2 separate regions of the Gossypium hirsutum genome follow, and region 2 is linked to region 1. A link is a contact called in public Hi-C data. All regions are on one chromosome and are shown on one strand. Each heading gives the region's core, a stretch centred on a gene start, on an enhancer-like site or on the middle of the called end of the contact. The rest is flanking DNA. Distances are from core to core; before and after follow the strand shown. Region 1 holds the start of LOC107938840 (squamosa promoter-binding-like protein 9). Region 2 holds the start of LOC107888813 (60S ribosomal protein L6-1).

What was found. A called contact is a pair of places that touch in the nucleus more often than the background predicts.
Region 2: a Hi-C map of leaf shows a contact between it and region 1, with 3 times the contacts expected there. The contact joins the promoter of LOC107888813 here to the promoter of LOC107938840 in region 1. A contact is called at or near these places in 2 of 34 Hi-C or Micro-C datasets (both in leaf).

What each region holds. Positions count from the first base shown.
Region 1 is chrA01:54,403,108-54,406,373 of Gossypium_hirsutum_v2.1, reverse strand. It overlaps LOC107938840 (squamosa promoter-binding-like protein 9), which reads right to left and starts at 1,618. Exons shown (of 3, transcript NM_001327421.1): 1 at 1,200-1,618; 2 at 430-569; 3 at 1-304. The coding sequence starts at 1,579.
Region 2 is chrA01:54,668,039-54,671,304 of Gossypium_hirsutum_v2.1, reverse strand. LOC107888813 (60S ribosomal protein L6-1) reads right to left here and starts at 1,758. Exons shown (of 5, transcript XM_041111749.1): 1 at 1,431-1,758; 2 at 1,224-1,330; 3 at 355-536; 4 at 108-265. The coding sequence starts at 1,687. The coding sequence ends at 110. It overlaps TRNAK-UUU (transfer RNA lysine (anticodon UUU)), which reads right to left and starts at 2,027; the gene lies at 1,955-2,027.

The sequences.
Region 1 (3,266 bases), core at 369-2,868:
AAGCCCCATGGTTGATTTGATAGAAGAGAGAGAGCACAGTTTGAGTCAACAACTCCCGTGAAGCATTCTCCCGGAGGAATCCGGCCACTAGGAACACCAGTTCCCCCTGGTAATTCCTGCCTGTAAAGGTTAGGTGGAGGATTCTCTGAGTTGTTTTGACATGGATGTGGAAGCAACCATCCTGTTCCAGTGTATTGATTTCCCGGTACATGTTCCGATGATCTTGATGTTAGCCACACATCCCTTCTGGAAAGCCTTGGATAGGCTGTGAAATCCATGATAAAGCTTCCACCTCTGCTGCTTTCTGCATCATAAGCATCAAATGGGGACACCATAATTCTCACACACAAAGCAGGAGCTGCAAGTCATTCCCTTGCAATTTACCATACAAAGAAGAGTTTCAAAAACAACATGTGACAACAATCTAACCGATAATAGACGAAGAAAGCCGGATATAACGAGAGGATAATAATGATCCCGGTGGTGGTTTCCTCCGTCGCTCATTGTGACCTGCTAACCGTCTACGGCAACTCCGTTTCCTTTGGTCAAATTCAGGAAGCTGATGAAATCTGGATAGATGCTACCACAAAGGAAAATCAAACCCAACAAGAACGAGAAACAGTCGAGCATGTAACCAAGGATAATTCCTCTTTTTGCTAACAAGTATGTAAGGAACACCTTTTTCCAGCATAATGAAGCAGACAATTAAACAGTTTCGAAGTAATTAATTTTAACTGTCAATGTAGGTTGCTATTTCTAAAATCGGTCATCGATTTTATACAATGCCTAAACTACTAATAATCTGACGACATATTAGCACACAATAATCCCACAAATTCTAATCTATGCTCTTCATTACCACAAAAGGAAGTGATCAGTGTCAAAATGGAACCAAGTTCCAACTAAATAGCCTCCCAAATATGTCCCTAAATAACAGACCATACAACATTGTGGCAAAATCTAAACAGGTTGCCAAAAGCCAAATAAGTAACCAAATATTACACTAATATAATCTCCATCATGCAAATCCAAACACAAAGGACCAAAAACATCAAGCACAAAGTACTAAGAACCCACAATCTGACCCTTTTCATAACAATTAACAAAATAATCATTACAAGCTCTTCAATGAACTACTACTACAAAGGAAAGGGTGAAAATTGGAAGAAAAAGAAAGGAGCAAAATGGAGGAGGCAGACCTGCTACATTGCTGGCAAAATCTTTGCTCAAGACCAGCAACAATGACTTTAGCTGCCTTAGAGTGCATACCACAAACCTTATGCCTTGAATAGTAAGCTTTTGCATCAGTCAGATCCACTTTACACCCTTCTACTTGACATCTTGGAGGCTGACCACCTTGCACCACTCCACCCCTGGCCTTCTTACCCGACCCGGATGAGCTTGAAGACCCGATACCTGACTTGAGTGGAGTCCCCATGGTCGTACCACCACCGGTGCCAGCAGCTGATGTATCCTCAAAATAGATTTTTTGACCAAATTTCAAGCCGTTGAGTGACTCAGTGGAGGAGTTGGAGGAAGAACCACCTGAGTCTGTCAAAGAGCCCGAACCCATTTCCATGAGCTCTGCCTGCCTACAGCCCGTTCATGGGGTCTTTTTTCTTTATTTTTCGTGGGTCATGAATAATAATGATAAACAAAAACTCTTTTTTCTTATCTCAATATACAACACCCAATCAAAATAAACCAAAATGTTAGTAAATGGATTTAATTTTCAATAATCTGAATAGAACTTGAAGCTAAAAGTTAGGCACCTGACACTGAAACTGACCCCATGCCAGCAAGGAGAGTCTACTCTATTCTCAGTCTCTCGGTCACTTAAAAAAGTGAAATAAAATAATAATTTAAAAAGAAAATGGAATTTGACAGTGGCCTTTACTCTTTTCGAAAGAGGCATTATTTTGTAGAAATGACTGTATATATATTTGAATAAATTAGCAATAAATTCTATAATTACTACGTTATCATTTGTAGCCCTCCCAAATCTTTTACTTATATAGTAAAGATAATGAAAAACAAAAAAAATATCCATTAACCTTTTACTTAAAAGTAAGTTTTAAAATACTTTAATAATGGGATATTATAGGAGTATTATGTGAGAGAATGATGTGACGGCCAAAAATTGACACTTAATTGTATTAGTTTAGTACAATCAAAAGATGTGAAGAGACACTGTTTAAAAAATCCTGCAACAGATTTTGTGCAGTGAAGCACTGACAATGGCAAACTGTAATTTCCAATGTCTCTCCCTAAATTTGTTTTTATTTTATTTTCATCCTTTCCAGATTTGGGAGAGGTGAAGCTTCACTGTTTACTTATTGCTTGATGAAATTTGGGGAAGCTGAATAAAAAAAGTTGTAATTTTTTTTCTGGAATTTAATTTCTTGTTTCCTTTAAATATATATATACTTAATAAAAAATTAATTTATAATTTACTTAGAACATTTGATATTATTTTGGAAAGTGAATTCGATAAAAATACGTGCTGTTTTTGTTAAGTAATGATTTTTTATTGCGTTTTATAAATTTATTAAAAAATAAATATTAATCAAGAATTTTAAAATTATTTTATATGAGTGAAAATCGAATTCACAACTGTAGGAGAGAAATTTTTACTATTTCTTAACCCTAAAATTTCGATGTCCAGAAAAGTACAACAAAGCTTGAAGGGACAGAAAGACAACTAGTAATTAAACTATTTTTTTTAATGTCTTATAGTTGAGAGTGACCTTTTTTTATTTTAATTGTTAAAGAGAATTTCTATTTAGGGTCTAAAGGCAAAAGACATGGTAATTGTAAGTATTGGATCTAAACGTTTAATCATTTTTCTATTGTAAAATCTTTAGAATATATGAAAGGGAAGTAAAAGAATGGTTCCTATTTTTTATTGCTTATTTATTTTGATGGACCCATTATTTGTTGGAGGTAAGAATTTCAAATTTAATTGAATAATATAAAAAAGAAAAACAAAAGGAAGAATAAGGATCCAAAGATGAAAGACAATCTTTTTCCAATTTTATAATTGGTATAATTCTTTTTCTCTTTTCTGTCAAATCATGGGTCAATCCTTAAATCCAAAACCTATGGGTAATACCGACACTCACAATCAGTACGGACCGATGGTGAATGGTAGGGAGAGCTTTAATATATTATCTATAATATTTGAAAGGGTTTTTTTTGCTTAAATAATATAAAAAAATTATTAAATTGATATGTTGTTAAAATTAAGTATCAAATTAAATATTTAA
Region 2 (3,266 bases), core at 509-3,008, 260 kb before region 1:
GTTCTTGCCTCAGATTTAGGTTTACCTATATAGCATCCGAAAATAGGATCAATGATACTCAAAAACCGAAACAACACCAATGTAAAAGCACTTAGCTAACAACTTACTTCTAGAAGACAAGTTCATGCGGTTTCATGCCAGACTTTAGCGAAAATCTTGCGGCAAGGTAGGCCTTCAAGTCTGGGACTCCCTCGATGGACTTTATTAAAGAGGCATCGACAGATTTCTGATCTTCCTTCTTGTCTTCTGGCAGTTCCGTCTTATCCTATACCATTTCGATAAAATTAAAGGAACTCAAATCAGATTTGCTTAATTATGACAAGCTTATATAATAGTAAATGCAATATAACTAACCTCTTTTTCAGCTTCAAAAAACTCCCCTTCGCTCTTCTTCGTTTTCTTGTCTACTTCCTTGGCAAAGTACTTGTCATCAAACTTCTCTACGTTAACTCCGGAGATGTCAACCTTACTGGAAGTCGCAATGACATAGGATTGGTTCACACGCCTTAAAGGAACGCCATTAATCTTGAACGGTCCTACAATGAAAACAAGTTCCCCACATATGAGCAAAGCATGAAATTCAAACAACCAACAAGTAATGATAACCGAGCCTCCTCCTTAAGCCAGGAGAGGCAATCATAGATACCAAAACAGTTAGCATACAAGTAAATCTCAGGTTATGATTTCACGATCGCAGCACTTAAACACCAGACCATTGAATGTTAAACAGGATATATTATGATAGAATCTAACATATAAGTAGAAGTAGAACCAAAGCCAAAATACAGCAATAGAAAAAACATCAGTTCAAGCATTCAGAGTCCATACTACAGATATTGACATTATTAAAAAAAAAATAGTAGAGTTAAGCATGATTTGAAACTTTCTCAAACACAAGGGTGTACATTTTTACCGAGTCTGTGGTACTCTTCAACCGGGTCTCAACTCTCTTATTTTAAGAAGAATAGAGATTATTTTGAGGACAATTTGTCTTTTTCATACAGATTCTAGAAACATATTTGCAGATAAAGAAATTTGAAGCCAAAACAGGATAATTTTTAATAATTCAACTTTGGCATACTTGGGTTGTTATATCATTTTATGAAATTTGTTAAAATAAAATTTTCAGATATGGGTCTAGTATCTATAATATCATTCCATAAAACAAATTCCAAATAAACATTCAGCAAATGAAACAAAAGTTAGAGGATAAAAATGGTTACCAGTAACCAAAAGAAGCCCAGAAGGAAGTTGCTTTAAGAAAACAACTCTCTTCCCCATAAATCTACCAGCCAACAAAATCAGCACCGTCCCAGGCGTAATGCTTGCTCTAAACAAATTAAACCCCCCAAAAAAATGATCCAACATTAAGAAAGTAGCAACTTCTAAAATATCTACAAAACAAATAAATAATGATTAGAGAGAAGAACCTGAGCTTGGTGGGTTTAGGCTTGCGCTTGTTGAGAAGGGGCTTCTTGACATGATCAGCAGGGTAAAACTTGGGGGGTTTCTCGGCGGAGGCGGGGACCTTAGGTTTGGGGTCATGGCGGGGAAAAAAGCCGCCGTTTTTGGCCTTGATGGCCCAAAGGCCACGCTTGTGGTACATCTTAGACCTGGAATACTTGCCGACGCCACGAATGAGATCTGGGTTTCGGGACTTGACGGGGGTCTTCCTTTTGGCCGCCATATTCTTCTCTAAACCCTTACGCTCTGATGCTGATGTTCAGTGAGGCGTCTAAACGATGCATTCATTGACTCCAAGTGATTAGGGTTTTTTATGGTGAATTCAGTTTCCAACTGACTTTCGGGTTTGGGCTTGATTGCATGATCCAATCCAAAATAATGGCCCAATTTTGTTGGACGTAAAGACATTCTTTTCCCGTTTTCGAGAACAAAAGTAATGAAAGCCCAAATAACCAGCCGAAAATGAGCAGTGGAATAACAAAAAAATAGACGCCGTCTGTGGGAATCGAACCCACGACCACATGGTTAAAAGCCATGATATCTCCCGACTGAGCAAAAACGGCGGGGCCGGTTACTTTCCGATAATTAATATTTGATTTTTAAAATGGATTAATTAACTTTACCCGATAATAGTTAGAATAATTTTCAAGTTTGTACATTTTCTTATTCAAAAATACATATGTTTTGATTTCGTGTAATTACATGTTTAACTTTGATTTTTATCAACTATTGTATACTCGTATGCTACTAGCTTCATTCCTAACCATTCCAATCACCTCGTAATGCTCAATTAGTATAAAGATATCCTTATATAAGGTTCAATCTCATTAAAACTCTTTTTTTTTTTAAATAATTTTAGTTTATAAGTGTAATTTTAAATTTTAGATCAATTTATCCTTTATTTTTTATTGTTTTAATCACTTTAATCTTTTTTTTCGAAAAAAACAAGTCTAATTAAAAAATAAAAATTCCTTTTTTTTTCTTAACAATGGAATAGTAGACGTTATATTATATTTATTGTGATGATTTATTTATTAGTATATTAATTATTTTAATATGATTGATGATACAATCATTTTTTTTATGAATTATTATAATTAATAATTATATATTTACTTTAACATCATATGGTTACTCATTAATATATAAATTGTAATACAAAATAAGAATTACAATGATTCGTAATTTTATGAGAATTGAGACTAAAAAATATTAAAAACTAAATTTGTTAAAAAAAAAAACAAATTCTATAACAAGGTCTATTTAGTAATATGTATTTTTAGATAATCTTACAATTTGTCAAACAAACACTTGAATCCTATACTTCAACTAAATTATCCAAATAAGGTAATGTAACATATTTGACATTCTGCTCTATAAATTTTGTATTATAATCCTATTACAAAACTAATTTTACTTTCCTTGAACCAGACTCCTCTCATTATTTAAAGTACAAAAATAATATTTAGCCAAAGATGAAAATGAATTAATCTTTTTGCTTAATGTCACTAGTAAGTGAAAATGAATTAAAATTTCATATATATAATTAAAACAAACCAAAATTTTAGTATTGCATTGCAAATTGAATTTATTGTGTAATTTGAAAGTTTATCTCAGATAAAATTCTCAACGTCATTCAAATAGTAATGGATCTTTACATTTAATTTGAAACATATGATAAATTCTTATATGTTAGCTTCGATTTTCCAAAAAAAATTTCAAAATTCAATCAAATGTGTATAATTTATTTTCAAGTGTTTCAAACTTAAAAAATAATATTCTCAAATGACTTAGATAATTCA